Linked DNA regions of Macaca mulatta: region 2 is linked to region 1. The links are chromatin contacts, called in public Hi-C maps. All regions are on one chromosome and are shown on one strand. The core of a region is the stretch at or near the end of the contact, and the rest is flanking DNA. Distances in the headings are between cores, read along the strand shown.

Region 1 (3,639 bases), core at 508-3,007:
GAGAAACTGTCAAAAATGAATGCTTATGAAAACATTCTTCACTAAGGCCTCTAACAAGGAATGTGCTATCTCTGATTTCCTCAGCAAGTATTGACAGGTTAAGCAGAGTGATAATACTCAAGATGAAAAGACGTCTTATACTAGTTTTATCAATAGTAAAAGCTGTTGGTACGAATTATAATGCCTATAAATTCAGTAGCAGAATCAACTTTACAGACGATATCTCCTAGGCAGCACAGCATTTTATAAAACCAACCTTATTTCCATCAAAACCCCTTTCCCCCCGCAATCCGACAGACCCCGGCAACCTATTTTGCTGTGTCTTTTTTCCCCAACCCTTCCAAAAGAACGCCAGCCAGTGAATCGAGGTAGTATTTTCTGCAGTTCAAAGGTAAGGGCAAATTCAGCTCTACTAAGAACTCTTGTTCCTCACCAGCACACACCCTAACGCACCCCCCCCCCCAGCTTTTTTCTTTCCAAATCTTGGCCTAGGAAAGATTAATGCAACCATATCATTGCAAATCCATAAAAACGCGATTTCAGGTGGCGAGGAACGAAACTAGGATGGCAGGAAATACCAGCAGCAACCAATCATTTCGCCCTAGAAACCAGCCTCTCCAGAACGCAGGAAACCAGGCTATGCCCAAAGAACCTGCCGCCCGGAAGCAACAACTTCCATCAAACGGCAAAGAAAAGTTGTAAAGAGCTCAGCGCCCAGGCACCCTGCCCGGTGCCGAGACTGAGAGCAGCAGGCACTCCACAGGCCGAGTCAGCTCGCGGGCGGTGGCCGCAGGGCTGGCCCTGGCTCCGGAAAGCTCCGGGTCCCGGGGTGCGCCAACGGCCCAGGGCGGCGCGGGCACAGCGCCCGCACCCCTCCCCAGGGCCGCGAGCAGTGGGCGGAGAGACCAGAGCAAGGGAAAAGGCGGACAATGCCCGGCCGGGCTGGCGCGCTCCGCCGGTCCCCGGCAGCCCTGCCCGCCGGGGCCCACCAGCCGCCGCGCTAAGTTTGCTCCTCAGCCTTCCCTTCCCAGCCGGGGCGGTGGAGCCGGGGCAGCTGAGCCGTGGTCGCCGGTCTTCCTCCACCTTTGCAGCCGCCGCCGCCTTCCTTCCCGCGGGGCGGCTACCGCGAGTCGGTGGCTAGGCGGCGCGCGAGCAGAGCAGGACGCGCGAGAAGGCGGCGAGCAAGGGGGACCCGGGCACGCGCGAGAAGAGCCAGGCACAGAAGGGGAAGGGGACGCGCGGGAGAGCTGGGCGCGCGGCGGTCCCCGCGGAACCGCCGGAGCTCGGGCGGGCTTTCGTTTGAGGCTGGGGTTGCGCCGCGGTTTGGTGTCCGTTACGAGCGCCGGCCCGGGCCGCGCCGCTTGCCAGCCATCCTGGACCGCCTCCCCACAGCGCCCACCAGGAAGGGCAGCTGGCGAGGGCCGACCACCTCGTCTCCCGCCCAGGCTGGGCTGCCGGCGGCGGGCATCCCGGCGCCTGCCCCCGAGCTGGAAGAGAAAGTGAAATGAAGCGCCTTTCCCTAGTCAACACCTACCCGTCCCCAGTCCTAGTACAGCTGCCTCGCTCCTCCAGCGCCGCCAGTCCCCGCCCTCGGGCCCCTGGCTCCGTTCTCTTGACAATGGCGCGTCCCCTTTAAGGAATAATCCGAACGGAACCGATCTTTGGTTAAACCTCCCTCCGACTCTGATTTTAACCGGATTTCTCTCTCGCTCTCTCCCAAAGCCCGACGGCCGCCCGGCTGTGCTGCGAGCTCTTCCCACCCCTTCCCTGCCCCGCCCACCCTCTGGCCTTCCTGATTGGCGAGAGACACTACAACAGGAACACAGTCCTCCCCCTCCACTGGCCTGGCCAGCCGCCGCTCAAACTTGCTCCCACCTTCTCCCCGCCCCTTTTCCCGGGTTGGTCCTCCCTCTAATCATTCTCTGCCCTCGCCTCAAATGTCGCTTCGGAGCAGTGGCTCACCCTCCCGCCCCTGGAAAGCGAACTTTATTTTTATTGGTGAAAAGACATCTTCCTGTACACTTGATTGGGCAAGGAAAGAGCTAGTCTGCACGCCCCCTACCATTATTACTCTCCCTTTACGGGCTTGAGAAACACAGCCGCAAAGTCCTCCCCGCTTTGCCTGCTAGGAGCGACTTTCCCTTTAAATGTTGTTAGGGGTCGAGAACAAACTCATATCCTATATTGAGGAAAGCTGGAAAGGGATAAGAGAAAAATTCGAAATTTTCTCCCGATGAGTAATGTATCCAGAGCTGGCGCCCGGATCCTGCGGAACCTTATCCAATGATCCAGTGAATGGAATGATTAGAATTGAGTTAGAATACCTGAAAGTCCAGTGCTAATTCGTCCTGAGATGTACTCAACAAATTTCATCCACTGTCCGCTCTACTCATACCATTGATTGCACTGGCATTTTGCCACCCGGAAGAGCTTTAATCAAGCTATCTGCAAACCTGGAGATTTCCTTGCTTGTCTCGCAATTGTTAATTTAGAAAATCATTTCCATCACAAGTTCCGTTTAAGTCACGTCTTCTGTGACGTTCCGGCGTTTCCACGAGACCTGCTACTTTTTTGAAAAAATTAAGTAGATGGTACCCTTATGCCATCCTCAAAGTGTAGGACTTCGTTCCCCCTTGCTAGAACTGTAGGAAAAACACCCCAGGTCAGTTGAACCCAAGAGGGTACCATACGGCTGTTTCTTGAACGACTGAAGTGCTTCTCAGAAGAAAACGCGTCTCTCTAAGGGAAAGAGGGAGTCTGATACCAGAAGCTGGACCATGGAGCGGAACCTCACCCATTGAAAAGAGAAGAAATTATGGGGAAGCCTAGAGCGGGGTCTGCATTAGAGTTTCCCCAGTTTCCCATGGAAGCTGTAAGAACTAAAAGGTTTATTTCCGCTAAAATTGAGTACAGGTACAGCTTCGGTACCCATCTAAGAAAGTTAATGGAAAATGGTTATGTGTTCTCTCCCTCTTTGCAGATGAAGCTTGGAAGACTGTGTACTCCGGGGAGTTTAGTACATTTGCAGTGACACCCACAGTAGAATCTAATGATGCCAAGGAAGTGTCAGTACCCTAGAAAAGGGGCTTGATGATGACAGAGAAGCGTAAATAAACATCAGTTGGTAGTCCATAGGACTTTTCCCCAAGTACAGGTGAAAAATTTCATGAGGATTCCCAAAAATATGAAAGAGCAGGAGACAAAAGGGAACGTTGCAGGAAGGTGGTTTAGGTTTCACTAATGGGGGCAAGAGACGAAGAACCATCTGGGTTGCATTTATATGGCCTTCACAGATACACACATCCTCCCTATTAAGTCCCTGTAACTAAACCCCTATGCTTGGCCTATTCTGATTGTACTGTATATTAAAACTGCAGCCAAGCTAAACTAATACTTCTGGTTTACTCATTTACCACTCTCAAACTTTGAGACTGCTTCTGGGTTCTAATATTCTACGTTAGAATATAAGAAGAAGAAGATTCTATGTACTGATATCTAGTACGATCTTCTGGAGATAAAGATATCCAGTATTTCAGGTATATACATGCCTGCAGCTTTTGTTCAAGGTCTAGGTGATGTTTTCAGGTTCTTTCTAAAACACCTGCCCTATGATAACCAACTTGTTGCTGCCCTCTTTAG
Region 2 (3,639 bases), core at 612-3,111, 52 kb after region 1:
GGATTCCTTCCTTACATCTTATACAAAAATTAACTCAAGATAGATTAAAGACTTAAATGTTAGACCTAAAACCATAAAAACCCTACAAGAAAACCTAGGCAATACCATTCAGGACATAGGCACAGGCAAGGACTTCATGACTAAAACACCAAAAGCAATGGCAACAAAAGCCAACATTGACAAATGGTATCTAATTAAACTAAAGAGCTTATGCATAGCAAAAGAAACTACCATCAGAGTGAACAGGCAATCTGCAGAATGGGAGAAAATTTTTGCAATCTACTCATCTGACAAAGGGCTAATATCCAGAATCTACAAAGAACTTAAACAAATTTACAAGAAAAAATCAACCCCATCAAAAAGTGGGCAAATGATATGAACAGACATTTCTCAAAAGAAGATATTTATGCAGCCAACAGACACATGAAAAAATGCTCATCATCACTGGCCATCAGAGAAATGCAAATCAAAACCACGAGATACCATCTCACACCAGTTAGAATGGTGATCATTAAAAGGTCAGGAGGCCCGGTGCGGTGGCTCAAGCCTGTAATCCCAGCACTTTGGGAGGCTCAGATGGGCGGATCACGAGGTCAGGAGATCGAAATCATCCTGGCTAACATGGTGAAACCCCGTCTCTACTAAAAAATAAGAAAAACTAGCTGGGCCAGGTGGCGGGTGCCCGTAGTCACAGCTACTCGGGAGGCTGAGGCAGGAGAATGGCGTAAACCCTGGAGGCAGAGCTTGAAGTGAGCAGAGATGGCGCCACTGCACTCCAGGCTGGGTGACAGAGCGAGACTCTGTCTCAAGAAAAAAAAAAAAGGGTCAAGAAACAGGTGCTGGAGAGGATGTGGAGAAATAGGAACACTTTTACATTGTTGGTGGGAGTGTAAATAAGTTCAACCATTGTGGAAGACAGTGTGGCAATTCCACAAGGATCTAGAACTAGAAATACCATTTGATCCAGCCATCCCATTACTGGGTATATACCCAAAGGATTATAAATCATGCTACTATAAAGACCCATGCACACATATGTTTATTGTGTTATTATTATTCACAATAGCAAGGACTTGGAACCAACCCAAATGTCCATCAATGATAGACTGGATTAAGAAAATGTGGCACATATATGCTATGGAATACTATGCAGCCATAAAAAAGATGTGTTCATGTCCTTTGTGGGGACATGGATGAAGCTGGAAACCATCATTCTCAGCAAACTGTTGCAAGAACAGAAAACCAAACACCGCATGTTGTCACTCATAGGTGGGAACTGAACAATGAGAACACTTGGACACAGGAAGGGGAACATCACACACCAGGGCCTGTGGTGGGGTGGGGGGATGGGGGAGGGATAGCTTTAGGAGATATACCTCATGTAAATGACCAGTTAACGGGTGCAGCACACCAACATGGCACATGTATACATATGTAACAAAACTGCACGTTGTGCACATGTACCCTAGAACTTAAAGGATAATAAAAAATAAAAAAATTACTTTCTACTACGTAGCCTCCAGGCTCGAAGAATGAAATTATCTCATAAAAGAGATAATTTATAAAGTCGCTAACTGTGAAAAAAGGGACAACAGGGGGTTCCAGAACGTCCCCGCCAGCCTGCCAGGAGAAGACCAGAGACGTGCGTCACAACAGTCCAAAGTGAAGCCTCCCCACAACGCCCTTCCCCGCCATCCAGGGAACTGGCGGGGCGCGGTTCTTGGTCCACCGCTGTCGCCTGCGCAGTCGTAATAAGGCTCGTGAGCGCCACGGCCTGAAAGAGAAGGGCGGAGGGACGAGTATACGCATGCGTCTGTACCTTGGCTGCTAGCGCTTAGACCCCGCAGTGAGGTCTGACGTCATTTCCTGCCGTAAGTAGACTGTGCCTCCGGGTCGCGGTCATTTTGAGCCCCTGTCTGGGTGACTTCTTGCGGCTGTCCGCCCCCTCCCCCTCCCCGCGGTACCTTGCACTTTTCTCTCTCCTTGCCCCCTCTGGAGTCCCCCCTCCGGGCCTTCTGTCCCTGATCGCTTGGGTTCGCCTTGCCATCGCCTGCTGCTGTGGTCGGAAGGTAGGTGAGGTGCCCCAGACAGCCCCGTTGTTGCTCTCCGTGTATCCCCTCACCACCTTCGCGGCCATCCACGACTTTCGCACCTTCCGCCATTTTCCTGCCTGTGAGGGTGGACAGATCGCTCGGGTCTCGGCCTCCTGAGTGCCCGTGACCGCAGGAAGCGACGGAGTGCTTCTGGGGGTGTGAGCCGGGGAAGTTCGTGGTCACGGATGCGTGTGGGGTTGTTGCTCAGTCTGTAACAGCAGGTGGGAGACGGACACAGTAGTGGAGGATGGAGTGCGGGAATCAGCGGTTATAGGCCGCTTAGGCTTTAATCCAGCTTTCTTTTGTGTTGAGAACTTAAAATGGTATTGTCTCAAGGGCCTTGTCAGCCCTGACAGTCTTCCTGGTGTTTCTGGGAAGGATGCTGTTATGGGAAATAAGAGGGTTTCATTTTTTCTCATACGATTGTAGGGTAAAAGTAGTTAATTCAGCAGGCTCCATCCATCCATGAATTCAGCTGACCCTTTTTATTCCTTTTCTCTTTTTAAGGGATTGGCATGTAGTAGGCCCTCATGGCTTATTGACTAAATGAATTATGGAAGAGCTCACTTGCTATCCTCATTGTGCATGCCATTCCTGTTTCCATGCAAATTGTTTTTAAAATGAGAGTAATCATGATCCGACGTAAACATTCTGTAAAATGCAGTTACTTGATCTGTTGATTTAAGTCCCAATATATGAGTTTTAAAAATCGAACCAAATAAAAAAAATGTATATTCTTGGAATTTTTGCATTTTTTTCTTAATATTCTTGGGGAGGAAGGAAATTTGGAGATACAGAATTGGCTGTTAGTTTTACATCACAGAGAGAAGGATGTGATATCCTTGTTATTCCGTAATTTTTGAGTGCCCATTTGTGGGAGAGGTTGAATGTTTCTCATTATTATTTCATTTTTTAATATGGAAGCTCACAAATGACTTGAAATTTTTTTCTCTTCTATTTTGGGGAATTATCCTAATCATTGGGCATAGATTTGAGAAACAACCAAAACATACTATGTGAAAGAACCCATTTTCAGGAGGAAAAGATACGTCTGTTATTTTATTGATATCTAGATAGTAAAAAACATTATTAACTTATAAAACGCTTATGCTTTTTCAATTAAGGGACTTAACCTGAATAGTGAGTTCCAAATTAATCAGTAAGTCTGTTATTTTTTCATCTAGCTATTTATATGTGAAGTACTTAAGATATAGTAGTGTTTAGTAAATATTTGTTGATTGGTTGCTGTATAGACTAGTAGTTTTACTATATCATACGTCTTGATTTACTTTGACCTATCTAGTGATGGTTTCTAATACTTAATATGTAATGTTTCTGATACAGGAAAAATGAATGGGAGGGCTGATTTTCGAGAGCCGAATGCAGAGGTTCCAAGACCAATTCCCCGTAACTATCTATTAAGTATTTATAATTAGAAGCACTTCCTATGTAAAGGAAATTTCACTGCCTTGAGTAACAGTGGCAGGTGGGCTGGCTTCATGGGCATGTGCAGACAGTGCCCCATACTTGGTTTCATATTCTAGTC

The links. A called contact is a pair of places that touch in the nucleus more often than the background predicts.
Region 2: a Hi-C map of fetal cortex germinal zone shows a contact between it and region 1, with 2.2 times the contacts expected there. The contact joins the promoter of OCIAD1 here to the promoter of FRYL in region 1. A contact is called at or near these places in 6 of 14 Hi-C or Micro-C datasets (CD4 T cells, blood, cortical neurons and 3 more).

Annotation. Positions count from the first base shown.
Region 1 is chr5:48,288,417-48,292,055 of T2T-MMU8v2.0, forward strand. It overlaps FRYL (FRY like transcription coactivator), which reads right to left and starts at 1,758. Exons shown (of 61, transcript XM_078003390.1): 1 at 1,535-1,758.
Region 2 is chr5:48,340,176-48,343,814 of T2T-MMU8v2.0, forward strand. It overlaps OCIAD1 (OCIA domain containing 1), which reads left to right and starts at 1,862. Exons shown (of 8, transcript XM_078003395.1): 1 at 1,862-2,314; 2 at 3,438-3,500. The coding sequence starts at 3,443.